Regions from separate parts of the Sus scrofa genome. Here region 1 is linked to region 2. The links are chromatin contacts, called in public promoter capture Hi-C maps. All regions are on one chromosome and are shown on one strand. Each heading gives the region's core, a stretch centred on a gene start, on an enhancer-like site or on the middle of the called end of the contact. The rest is flanking DNA. Distances are from core to core; before and after follow the strand shown.

Region 1 (6,289 bases), core at 3,118-5,617, 38 kb before region 2:
CCACATATGGTACATGGGAAAGACACTGGAAATGAGGCTACACAGGTTACTCAGTACTAGCAGGTCAGCATTTTATCTGGGATAACTCACCACTAGTCCACTGTGACCTGCCCAGCACTGGACTCCCTCCAACTTGAAGCCAGACCCCACATGGTTCCAGTCACCACATTCACTGACTGCCTTCTGGGCAGTACCCTCACCCTGCTCTTTGTTCTGTTAATCTCATATTCACTGAATTCTGTCATAGCTCCAAATCTCTGGGAACAAAGAAACTGTCCATACGTTGTCCCCTTGACAACTATCTGGTGTATGATGGGACTTCCAGGAATTCTTGTGACTTCACAAACACCGCAGAGGGTCTTGTGGGCTTGGAGGGCTGGTGTCAAGCTGGAACAGAAGGTATGGATGCCCACAGGATGAGCATTACGACCTGTAGCTACGACCCTCTTGTGCCCAGCATCCTTTGCCCTGCTTGCAGGGAGTGAAAGCCCTCCTGGTGGTGGCGAACCCATCCAGGTGGTTCAGTCAGCTGACCCTCCCCTCCCCCCACCCCGCCAGAGCATCCCCCATTCGTCCAAGGCCACAGTGGACGTGTGACCCAGGTTGAGCCAAACCTCTTAAAATCCAAGTTCTCAGATAAAACTTTCTCTCTGGTCACTGAGCTAGAAGAAAGTGGGTCTTGCTCACCCCTTGTAGAGAATCTGTCTACCGCGTGGAGGCAGGGCCTTCCCCTCCAACACCATAGAGCTTTGCATCCAGCCCCGTCTGGAGCCTGGATTTCACTTCTACAAGCTAATCAGGTCCCATTTTTTGCTTAAGCTACACAGGATGTGGTTCTTTCCCTGAAATCTTCCCTAAGAGACACCCAACCCCATCCCATCCCCAGCTTCTGCCTAACTTTTTTAGATAATTATCTTCCTTTTATAGTCTTTGCCTAAAATTTTCCATATCCTCCCCTCCAGCCCTTTAAACTCAGATCAGAATCTACCTCTTAAAGAGACACTTCTTGGGAGTTCCCTTCGTGGCTCAGCAGTTAATGAACCCAACTAGTATCCATGAGGATGCTGGTTCAATATCTGGCCTCTCTCAATGTGTTAAGGATCCAGTGTTGCCATGAGCTGTGGTATAGGTCTCAGATGTGACTTGGATCCCGTTTTGCTGTGGCTGTGGTGTAGGCCAGCAGCTGCAGCTCCGACTGGACCCCTAGCCTGGGAACTTCCTTATGCCAAAGGTGCGGCCCTGAAAAAAAAAAGAAAAAAAAGTATGCATACCCAAAGAAAGTTGAAGATGGTTATCTCAGGAGAGAAGGAAATCTACACACACACACACACACACACACCACCCCCATCTCTACTCCACAGATGTAAAAATCAATGTTTTTTTGTATCAAATTCTGCAGTACTTGGGTAGCCAGCCTCTGATTCTTGTCTGGTGGTATTCACACACTTGTGTAGTGCTCTCCCACAGTGAATAGCCCTGACCCATGTAAACAACAGCATACATGGAAAGAATGGAATGGGGTTTCTGAAGCTAAGTTATTAAAGACATTGCAGTTTCCATCCTGCTCTTTTGAGAATTGGTTGATCTAAGAGAGGCCAGTTATTATGCCATGAAGATATACAAGCAGCCCTATGGGGACACCCATGTGGTGGGGAACCAAGGCCACCTGCCAATATTCAGCACCAAATTGCAAACCATGAGAATAAGCTGCACTTTGAAAGTGGATCCTCCAGCTCAGTTAAGCCTTCAGATGTCTGCAGCCCTGGCCAACATCTTGACTGCAATTTCATGAATGACCCAGAAAGACCCCAGAACCATCCAACTAAGTTTTTCCCAAACTCTTGGCCCACAGACTATGAGACAATAAATGTTTCTCCTTGTTTTAAGCCACTGAATTTTAGGGTAATTTGTTATGCAGCAGTAGATAACCAATACAAAAACTGTGTAACTCTACATGATCTGCTCATGTAACTTTTGATTTTAAAAATCCAAACCTGGAGTTCCCGTCGTGGCTCAGTGGTTAATGAATCCGACTAGGAACCATGAGGTTGCAGGTTCGATCCCTGGCCTTGCTCAGTGGGTTAAGGATCCGGCATTGCTGTGAGCTGTGGTGTAGGTTGCAGATGTGGCTCGGATCCTGAGTTGCTGTGGCTCTGGCGTAGACTGGTGGCTACAGCTCTGATTCGACCCCTAGCCTGGGAACCTCCATATGCCGCAGGAATGGCCCTAGAGATGGCAAAAAGACAAAAAAAAAAAAAAAAAAAAATCCAAACCTGTTGCATAAAAATATTTTCATATGTTTTGTGGTATTCCTAACCAATGCCAAAATTCAGGACTGTGAACAAAAGTTGTAAATCCAGCTTGTATGTGAAAGAATCAGAACTCTTTAGATCTTGTTCTGACATATCAGTACTTAAATCCCAAGAGAATGATGAAATGAGGACTCTCTTTTTCAGTCTTTCAGTCCTACTTTTTTTTTTTTTTTTTTTTGCCATGGCATGTAGCAGCTTGATGTGGAATCTCAGTTCCCAGACCAGAGACTGACCTAGGCCAAAACCATGAAAAAGCCAAATCCTAACCACTGGACCACCAGGGAACTCCTTAGTCCTACATTTAATGTTTTAGTTTAGCTTCAGCCTAGTCATATTGGCCTCTGTAATAGGATGTCTGTGTCCTGAAGGCGTAGGTGGGGGATGCATATGCGCTTGCATATCCATGACTGAAGGAGAAAGATCAGGGTTTAAAAGTATAAAAGTATGTTCACTAAAGAAAATTAAAACATAGGTAGAAGAAAATTACTTGAAGCCCAGGCCCTAGCAGAACAGGAGGTTGCCTTGGTGTTGAGTTCCCTCCCATCTTTTTGCTTACCCAGGCTTGCTTGTTCGTGCAGCACCAGGAGGTCTTGACAATGACAAAGGATGAATCAGTATTCAAACCTAGCCTTGACAACCCTAAGAAAGGCTTTGCTTGACTACATTTTTTTTCCTCTTAAGATTCATTCTCAACTGTCCAGAAATGAGTTATAAAAATGTATGTGTGTATAAATATGTGTAAAGTGCACTTCAGTAAAATACTTCACAAGCACTTTCAGCACTTCCTGTGTACACCACACCAGAGCAGCTGTTTCCGGGAAACCTACAGAAGATAGTTTCTGCCCTTAGCATCTAAATCTTACTTTATGCTGCTACTCAGCTAACATCAAACCATTTGTTTTCTTATGAGCAATTGGCTATAGTGTTCTGATTATTTGACAAAATAGATGATTTTCTAAAAATGTAGATCCTCTGTTATCCCATAATGCATAGAGACCTTGAATAGAATCTTCGTATATAAAATTATGTTTTATTTCTAGTTTTCCTCTCACTGCTAGAGACAGGAAATGTCAAGCTGGCTTAAAAAGAATCAGGTCAGAGGCTTCTGTCTTCAGTTAACAGTGAGAAAAACAACTCTTAGTTTAGGGCCTACTTCGTCCCAGCATTTTACACAAATTATTTTTAATCCTTACAACAGGGTTAGAAAAATATTAGTCCCGTTTTACAGATAGGAAAAATGTGCTTCAGAGCAGTTAACTAACTTGCCTAAGACCACCCAGCTTGTAAATCCTGGAACCTTAACTGAAAGATTGGTCTTTACCTCCAAAGCCTTTGTTCTTTTCATAGCACCACCTGACTTATTAAACAGGGCTCTCATTTTTCCATCCAATCCCCAGGCTTCCTGTTACCTGAAACAAAATAGCTTTATAAGTCTTGCCCACCTCCCCAACAGGAAAACTGAAATAGCTCACAAGGAGTAGCAAGTTGAGGTCTGTGGAAAGGAAGGGGGTTGGGGCTTGAGGGGAGACACAAACAAGGCCACAATACCCCAATGGGCTTTTCCACACAGACAGAGATGGAAGCCAAACATCTAATTGTTAAAAAAATCCTAAATTCTTCCTAAGAAAGAAGGGAGAAATTTTACTCACAAGAGTGAAAATATTTACAGAAGAGATCGGATACAGTAGCTTGCCCATATTAATCTCTTTCATTTTTGCCACATGCTTATTTCCTCGACCAGCAATTTTTATTTGCTTGCAGAGTCACAAGTTGACTTTTCCCTTTTAGAGTCTCTCCATTCCTTGGTGATCAGTACCTTACCCTCCCTTCTCTGTAGTTGGAATAAGGGGTGCAAACATTCCCACTCTGAAATAGCTTCCTGAACTACTCCGATTCCACTAAGAGCTACAGAGCACCCACACGCCAGACACTGTTCTTGGAGATTTGAGGCTTTTTCTCTCTTGAATGCAACTTCCTGTCTTGTAGATATTGAGGTGAGGATTCAAGTTGGGTGTCCTTCCTACTACACAACTTCTCTAATCATTAATTTAACAGTGGTTTCTAAATACCTACGAAGCACTAGGCTAGTAATTCTCAGTGTGGTTAGTCAGTAGCTGCTTCTGTGCTAGCTTGGCTGCAGGTCCAGGGAGAAAATGAACAAAATAACTAATGTTTGTCATGATGGCTAACACTCCTACAGTGCTTCAGGTGGACCAGACAGAGTTCAGAATGCTTTATATATGTTAACCCATTTAATCCAACACCATTTGATCCCATTCATTTTCCAGTTGAAGAAATTGAAGCACAGACAGGTTAAGAAACTTGCCCAAGCTCACACAGCTTGTAGAACCAAGATCTGAACACAGTGCACATTGGCTCTGGTGTGATTAGGTTAGTGGTAGCCCAGGAATGTTGTTATTTTAAAAGCACATAAGGAGTTCCCGATGTGGTGCAACAGGATTGGCGGCATCTAGGGAACACTGGGTCGCAGGTTCAATCCTGGGCCCAGCACAGTGGATTAAGGATCCAGCATTGCCTCAGCTGGGGCTTAGGTTGTGACTGCAGCTCAGATCTGATACCTGACGTGGGGACTCCATATGCCAAGGGGCAGCTGAAAATGAAAATTAATTAATTAATTAAAAAGCACACAAATGTTTTCCCCAAATGCCGACCCCAGCAAAAATCATTTGCGCAACTGTAATTTACTGCTCATTGTCCTAAGCAAAGAAATGGTTAAAATGAGCGTCTTCGTGTGCTCTGTAATTCTGAGCAGTTCTGTATGTCGAATGCATCCATTACTTAGCAGAATGTAACTGCTGACTCTGCCATTCAGAAGAATCACAGTGCAACTGAAGTGGTAATAATTCAAAATTGACAAGCTTGGAGAGACTTGAAAAGCCAGACTTGTTATTAGCATTTAATGAAATTAAGTATTTAGTAGGCCATAGTAGAAAGTATTGTAAGAATAAATCTCAATAAATCAGCAGATTCCAGGAATATTTGGAGGCTACAATTTTTTTTAAATATTTCATACATAAGAAGTGGTGGTTATTCCTGGAAATGAATCTGTTAAGTTGACAGAATAGTTTTAGATTTCTTAAAATGTTTATTTTTAGAAAGGTCCAACTAGAGCAAAAATAATCTAAACCTTAAAAAAAAAATGTTCCACTCTACATAATTCTAAAGATGAAACACAGACTTGTTAAATACTGAGAAAAATAAATATTACCTTTCTAATTATCATATAAAGAAGTATGACACTGATTGTTATATAAATGTAAAAAATCATTACAATTGTGTATCAGCTCAATATGATCCTTATGAAAGATTTTTAAGTCTCCCTGTAGTAAATTCTATTAGTTCCTACCTATGAATTAGTGTTGGTTAGAACTGGCATGCCAGGTTGAGACTAGAAGAATAATTTACTGAAATAAGTACTAAAAATTGTGTACATTCCTTTCTATTTCAATTCAATGTAGCAGTGACTCCTTAAAAATGAGGGAGAACAAAGGCATTCCCAGTTGGGAGATGTCACATAAAATTGGCATTTCTGTCATCTCTTGAAAACCAAAGGAAAAAGAGGCAGGAATAAAAATCTCATTTTCAAAAAAATAAAATCTTTTTTTTTTTTTTTTTTCTTTTTAGGGCCTCACTCTCAGCATATGGAGTTTCCCAGGCTAGGGGTCAAATCGGAGCTGTAGCTGCCAGCCTACACCACAGCCACAGCCTCGCAGGATCCACGCCACGTCTGTGACCTACACCACAGCTCAGGGCAACACCAGATCCTTAACCTACTGAGGCAGGCCAGGGATCAAACCCGTGAACTCATGGTTACTAGTTGGCTTTCTTTCTGCAGCACCTCAACAGGAACACCAAAAAAAAAAAATCTTTTTAATTTAACCACAAAATGGGTGGAATAGGTACCAAAAGCAGTGAAGTCTGAACAAAGACATGAAAGGAAGCTGAGAGAGGGCACC
Region 2 (6,346 bases), core at 1,857-4,356:
TACTGCAGTTTATAAATTCACAGAAAATACAGAAATTGATGCAATTAAACAAAAACTTCAGGATCTTATTTCTTAAATTCTTAAGATTATAACTTTTTCTGCAGGCTATAATTACCTGCTCCATGATCACCAATGGTTATGGTTCAATTTATCAATTATCAACCTTTTATATCCTTAAAGAAAATATAAGTGAAAATTACAGTTTCTTACCCAAATGTTTAGGGTTTTCCAAATTTCAAATATTTGCTCCCCCCTCCCCCAACCTTCAGTTAGACATTTCAAATAAACTAAAAATAACATCTCACCTGCTACATTCCATAGCAATCACTTGATGTATAAAATTTTAACTATGCCCCCAGTTTTTTTTAAGACACAAAAAAATGGCTGCCTACCAATTTGTCTGTCACAAGTTAGAATACTACATTTAAGAATTACATGAGGGTTTCAAGTTTCCTCCAGTTTAGGCATTAATACCTTTGTGCTTGTCTTGTTTCAGGATGTTACTATAACATTGATATTTGTATAATCCATGTTTATGTACCTTAATAAGTAATCATTTAAAACACTAAATTTATGATGAAACTGGGAATTTTAAAAGCAGCTAAAATGTTTAGATATATCAGCTTCATTTCTAGAGATGCTTCTACTAAAGTGAAACTGAACTTTATACTTTAGTTGCATTTTGAATTCAAAAATCCCTCTGCACCATCAGGAGCCTACAACATAGCACCTTTTCTCCTCTACTTTAAGTAAAATGTTTGTCAAAAGTTTGAAGTTACTTTTTTATAGCCTTATGTTGCTCAAACATCTTTGGTAAAAGCTCCGTTATACAATATGGCCAAAACATGAAGGACCAATACTGTCCAATCATATACCATGACATCCCGCTCAATTTTAGTTTTCAGATACCCTCATAAACAAAACCCACTCGGCCTTTTCCTGTATGCTGCCATTGCAGTCTACATTTGTGAAATACCCTAATTCCTTGAGGATCTCTAAAATTAATCCTTAAGGCTATATAAGAACCAGATGCTGTTACACACAATTCTGTATCAAGCATTAACATTTGGTTCAAAGTATTACCATAGTGGTCTCAATAATCTTGTTACTGGTCCTAACCAGCTAAGCAAGTCATCTTGTTAAGATCTGGATATCACCAGTGAGCACACTGCTTACCCTTGAATAAGTTTACATTCATTGTCATCTGTAGGTTCTTTCTCTACATCCTACTTCCCCTTTGTCATTCTTCAAGTCTACACATCATTCATTCATCTCACATTTCCTTCCTTAAAGGAGATGGTGTATCATTGAACCAACAGGATATCTGACTATTTGCATGAGTTAATCCTACAATCAAAAAGAATACCTTTCTTATAAAACATCTTTTCCAGTGTTCTAATTAATGGAGATAAGAATCACTCGTCTATTAAAAAAAGATATCTTCAGCTTATTCAGTTGCTGTAATGTGGAAACAGGAATGTTTTTCTTTCCAACTAGGTAAAAGGTGCATATAACTTGAATTGTTAAATGCTTTATTAATGAACAAAGTAAACATTCTGGTAATTTTAATATGATTGGTCTTAGACATTTGAAACATAGTAAAAGATATATTCCAGTTTTGCCCAAAAGTCACTTAAAATATCTACAAATATTTCTTTTGTATATGGCATACAACATTATTGCTCCATTTTCTGGAAGAGTCTGTTTTTAAAGTTAAAAAAGAGGGAAAACACAGCAAAGTTGCTAACTTTGCAGTGAAAAAAAAAATCTGTGTCCTTGACTGGTTACATTTTCATATTTTTATGCACTGTAAGTTAGCTCTGTAAAGGGGAACTTGAGTTTTATCCTTACTCATGCATGATGTATGTTTCAGAACTTAAAAGCTGACATTTCAAAGAACTTACATTACCTGTTTTAACATACTGATGTGCAACTGGAACATATTACAATGATATTACTCATTATTTGCCCCTGTGGGCTAAGTTTACTATACTGGTCTTAGATATAAAAGGTCACATTTGAATTTACTAAGTTGGAATTCATAAGGGAGGGGGAAAAGGCCTTAAATATAAAAGACAAACGGCAGTTTGATTAAGCAATAATTTTCAGTTTACTAGATGAAACAGACTTGCAACATAGTCTGCATGAATGCAAAATAAGCCATCTACAGCAAGTGATAAGGAAACTGGGCAAAAAGGAAAAAAGCATACATTGGAAAAGAAGATTCTCTCGAAATAAAAAAATCAAACCATTATTATAAAGGAATTTATCAAGAACTGCTGTATTTCCCCCATCCCATTTGCTGGAAGTCAACGAGAGTATCTAAGTACTTTGTGTTCGTGTCAAAAGTCAGCTCAGAGCATCCTAACGCAAAGCCAAAAAAAAAAAAAGAAAGAAAGAAAAAGAAAAGAAACAAAAAAGAAACCCCCTAACCCCCTCCCCCAAACCGTAGAACTGTAACTCCAAAGTTCAAATTCAAAAGAAGAGAAAGTGGCAATTCAAAGAGGTGATGGTGGCGATAATCCTATGAATGGGTTTTTGATTTCTCTCCTTCTGGGGGATGGGTGGAGAATGCTCATTAGGATTTGTAGTTAGAGGTTAACCATGTGAGCCCCTCATAGAGTCCGTCCCCCGAGGTGGCACAGGAGGGCTGCACATACCAGTTCCTGTCCCGAATCCGGGTCAGGCCCAGTTTCTCCTGGATCTCGTGGGGTTTCATGGCATCAGGCAGGTCCTGCTTGTTGGCGAAGATGAGGATTATGGCGTCCCTCATCTCCCGGTCATTGATAATGCGGTGTAGCTCCTGGCGGGCCTCGTCTATGCGGTCGCGGTCGGCGCAGTCCACTACGAAGATCAGACCCTGGGTCCCGGTGTAGTAATGCCGCCAGAGCGGCCGGATCTTGTCCTGGCCGCCCACATCCCATACGTTGAACTTGACGTTTTTGTAAGTCACCGTCTCCACGTTGAAACCCACGGTGGGGATGGTGGTCACCGACTGGCCCAGCTTCAACTTGTACAGGATGGTTGTCTTGCCGGCCGCGTCCAGGCCCAACATGAGGATTCGCATTTCCTTGTTCCCGAAGATCTTAGATAGCACCTTCCCCATCGCTTCGGAGGAACCGGGGCCGGGGGCATTCAGGTGTCCCGGGTCCCCTCCAACAACGCCGCCGCCGCCGCGAAACCGAAACGGAGCTTCCCAGTCGCGAGGGGGCCCGTGCGGCCTGCGTGGGAGTTGCCTCCTCAGGGCAGAGGCCCGGGCCCGTAGCTCACTCGGGCATCACCGACCACACAACTTGATTCCTCCCGTCGCCGCGGCCTGAGTCTGCGTTGGGAGAGCCGCCGCCCTGCTGAGGCGCGGCCCGGCCCGGAACTGCCCTTCCCCCCGCAGGCGCCGTACAAGCGCCGCCGCCGGCTCCTGCTCGGCCGCCTTCACCTCACTCCGCCGCGGGAGACTGCGGCCCTTCGGCCCGGCCTCCGGTCCGCGGAGCACCGCGCTCACCACTGACCCAGGCCACACGAGAGCAGAGCGGCTCCGGCGCCCCGTCGGGTCATTGATCCTCGCGGGAACTCGGTGCGCTGCCTGCAGAAACACAGAGAGGAAAAAGGGAGTTACTGCGGGAGCCCCAGAAGAGAGCGGAGGCCGAAGGAGCCCGCCTTTCCAGCTCAGCCCAGGAGGTTACCTCCAGCCGCCGCCCAGAGCGCGGGCTCCCTCCGGCCTCCACCGCCTCCTCCCAGTTCTACCGCCGCCGCCGCCGGAAAAGGCGCCGAGGAAACCGCCTCACTTCCCCTCCCGACGACGCAGGCGCAGCAGAGGCCGACCGTTCGGGACAAGAGCGACCTCTGTAAGGAGAGCGGCCTGCGCGCCAAGCGTCAGGGGCGCCACGCGCGGAGGGGCGGGGCTACGGCGGCTCGGAGGCTCCCAGGTGGGGCCAGCCCTGCTCCCGCGCAGCCCGGGCTCTGACCCGCGCCCACCTGTAGCTATTCTAGCGTCTTCTCCCCTCTCTGCTTTTCTCTTCCGCGCGCTCTCCTCCTCCGCCCCCATTGGAACCTGAGAAGCAGATCCACTGGGTGGGGCCCGTTGGCCGCCCGCTCTCCAGATGAAAGCCTCCCCCTGCTTTGCTTCCAGGCCTCTTCTCCGTCCTCGGCGCCTGCCAGATGCTCTGCGAGTTCTCTCTTGCCCACCCCAGGCTTCGTGTGCCCTCCATCTCCCTGTGAATCCCTATCTGCTGTTTTAAACCTTTCACCCAACTCCCTTTGGCTTTCTTTTTCCTTCGTTTTGTGCATTTCCTGAGAGACACGTGGGAGGCCAGTGGTTCCCGTGGGATTTGCCGTTCAGTGCGGCGCGTTTACTGGGTTTGGGTTTCCTCTAAAGCCCGTCTTTTGAGTGTTTGAGCCGTCAGGAGCAATCCACGTTTCTTAAAAATTACAGTATTTTCAAGACTTCCCATGCTTTTCCTTTTTAAATATCTTTTACTGTGATTAGTAGTAGTTTCTCATTCTTAATTTTCAGCAGCCTCGTCTATATAATCTTAGCGTTGGATTTAGAATAGGAAAAACTACTTCTGACGCCTGGATTCGGACATTTGACCTTATCGAGTTGATCTCATGCGTAAACTGAGTGTAATTCTGACCCCACTGTCTAGAAGCCCACTTGAGGGCTTTTATTATTATACGTATAATGTTTGTAGAAAGGGAACCCTCTTTGTATCAAATGATTAGTGATAAAGTTCAAATATGAAGAAAGCTTGAAATAAACCAAAAGGAGGAAAAACAGGAAAATAGCGTGTTTGTTTTTTTTTTTTAAAGAATATGATGTGATAGCATAAAGTAACATACTTTTTGTTTCACAGTTTAAAAAAAATTTGATAATGGTAGATTGGTTAAGTGATAACCTTTAAGCTTCAGCCTGAAGTAAATTTACTGAAGTTACTAATATTTTGGCAATGATTTAATTTACTTTCTTCCTTAATATGTACTGTCTTAAAACAAAGGATGTGCAGTCAGAAGACTGGGGTTTCAAATGTCACCCTCCATTTTATAGCTGTGAATCCTTTTCTCTCAGCCTTTGCAAACTTCATTTTCTTTACCTGTTGAACCAAATGAAGAATGATACCATGAATGAAAATAGTCATTATTTATTGATTGTTATAAACACTGTACTAAATACTTCAAATATTTTAATATGCATTGCAACCATGTGAGTTAGCTTTGAGGTTCATTAATTAGTATTAATTAGGAGGAAACCGAGAGTTAGAGATGTTGAGTAATTTTTCAGAGGTCACAAAGCTGATATGGTGAATTTATTCATTCTCTCTTAACCCCAAAATTAGGCTTTTTCACCCCCTGTAAGTACTTCAGGAAATCTGATTACAGTATAGTTGACCCTTGAATAACACAGGTTTGAACTGCACAGATCCACTGTACTTGTCTTTTTTTAGATAAATATGTACTCTTGTCACTACACAATCTGGGTTGGTTGAATCCACGGATGCAGGACCTGGGATGTGAGGGCCATCTAAGAAGTTATCCTCAGAATTTAGACTGTGTTGGGGTCAGCCCTACTACCCTACCTTACCCCCATCCCCAGCCCTGTACCACTATTCAAGGGTCAGCTGTATTTCTTAAAATGCTTTATAACTATAAAGAAAGTGTCATAGTAATTACTACTACATTTGAGGAAGGAATTTTTTATATGTGGTAGTGAGTACTATATTTTGCCTCATTCCAACATAATAGTTTTCTCAGAGCAGATACCAATTTTTCCATCCAGATGGAAGATTGAGCTGCTGGGCTTAGATTTATTTTTCAGTGTACTGTGTGATATTATTAAAAATAGAAGCAACTTGGAGTTCCTGCTGTGGCACAACAGGATTAGCAGCATTTGGGAACACTGGGTCACAGGTCCAATCCAGGTTCAAACCCCAGCCAGCACAGTGGTTAAGGATCCTGCATTGCCACAGTTGTGGCATAGGTCGCAATTGCAGCTCAGTACTGATCCCTGGTCCGGGAACTCCATATGCCCAAGGTGTGGCCAAAAAAGATAGAAGCAGCTTGAAGCACTAGCATCTACCTGGCACTGGCACTGTGCTAGGCCTAAAAAAGTTTATTTTTGAAAGCCAATTTCCATTTATCTTCTACCAGAATAAATGGAGGCAGAGAGTTTGCCTTGTCAACCTGATATCCTTAGTGATGGAGTGTAGGGTATCAGGAGTTCAGTCATTGTTTGAATGAATGAATGCCTTTTATACCACAGATGAAATAAAAAGGAAAGGCACATACTATTTTTATCTGGGGTTTGAAATAATCAGTTAATAATCTTAATACAGTGGAGTATCTTATAGTGGCT

What was found. Promoter capture Hi-C pulls out the DNA fragments that hold promoters and counts their contacts.
Region 1: a contact with region 2 is called in a promoter capture Hi-C map of liver, with 2.6 times the contacts expected there. The contact joins the enhancer-like site here to the promoter of ARF6 in region 2. A contact is called at or near these places in 1 of 5 promoter capture datasets (liver), 4 of 47 Hi-C or Micro-C datasets (blood, embryonic fibroblasts, liver and 1 more) and 2 of 2 datasets of contacts at active chromatin or transcription factors (alveolar macrophages and skeletal muscle).

Annotation. Positions count from the first base shown.
Region 1 is chr1:179,750,384-179,756,672 of Sscrofa11.1, reverse strand. No RefSeq gene overlaps it. Among named protein-coding and RNA genes, the nearest start is that of ARF6, 39 kb to the right of the region's middle. Within about 2 kb of position 4,367, at least 15 of the 83 cell types and tissues checked have an H3K27ac peak or open chromatin away from gene starts, as enhancers often do. A contact at or near this core is called in liver, where this site is marked.
Region 2 is chr1:179,710,797-179,717,142 of Sscrofa11.1, reverse strand. It overlaps ARF6 (ADP ribosylation factor 6), which reads right to left and starts at 3,106. Exons shown (of 1, transcript NM_001078677.1): 1 at 2,579-3,106. The coding sequence starts at 3,106. The coding sequence ends at 2,579.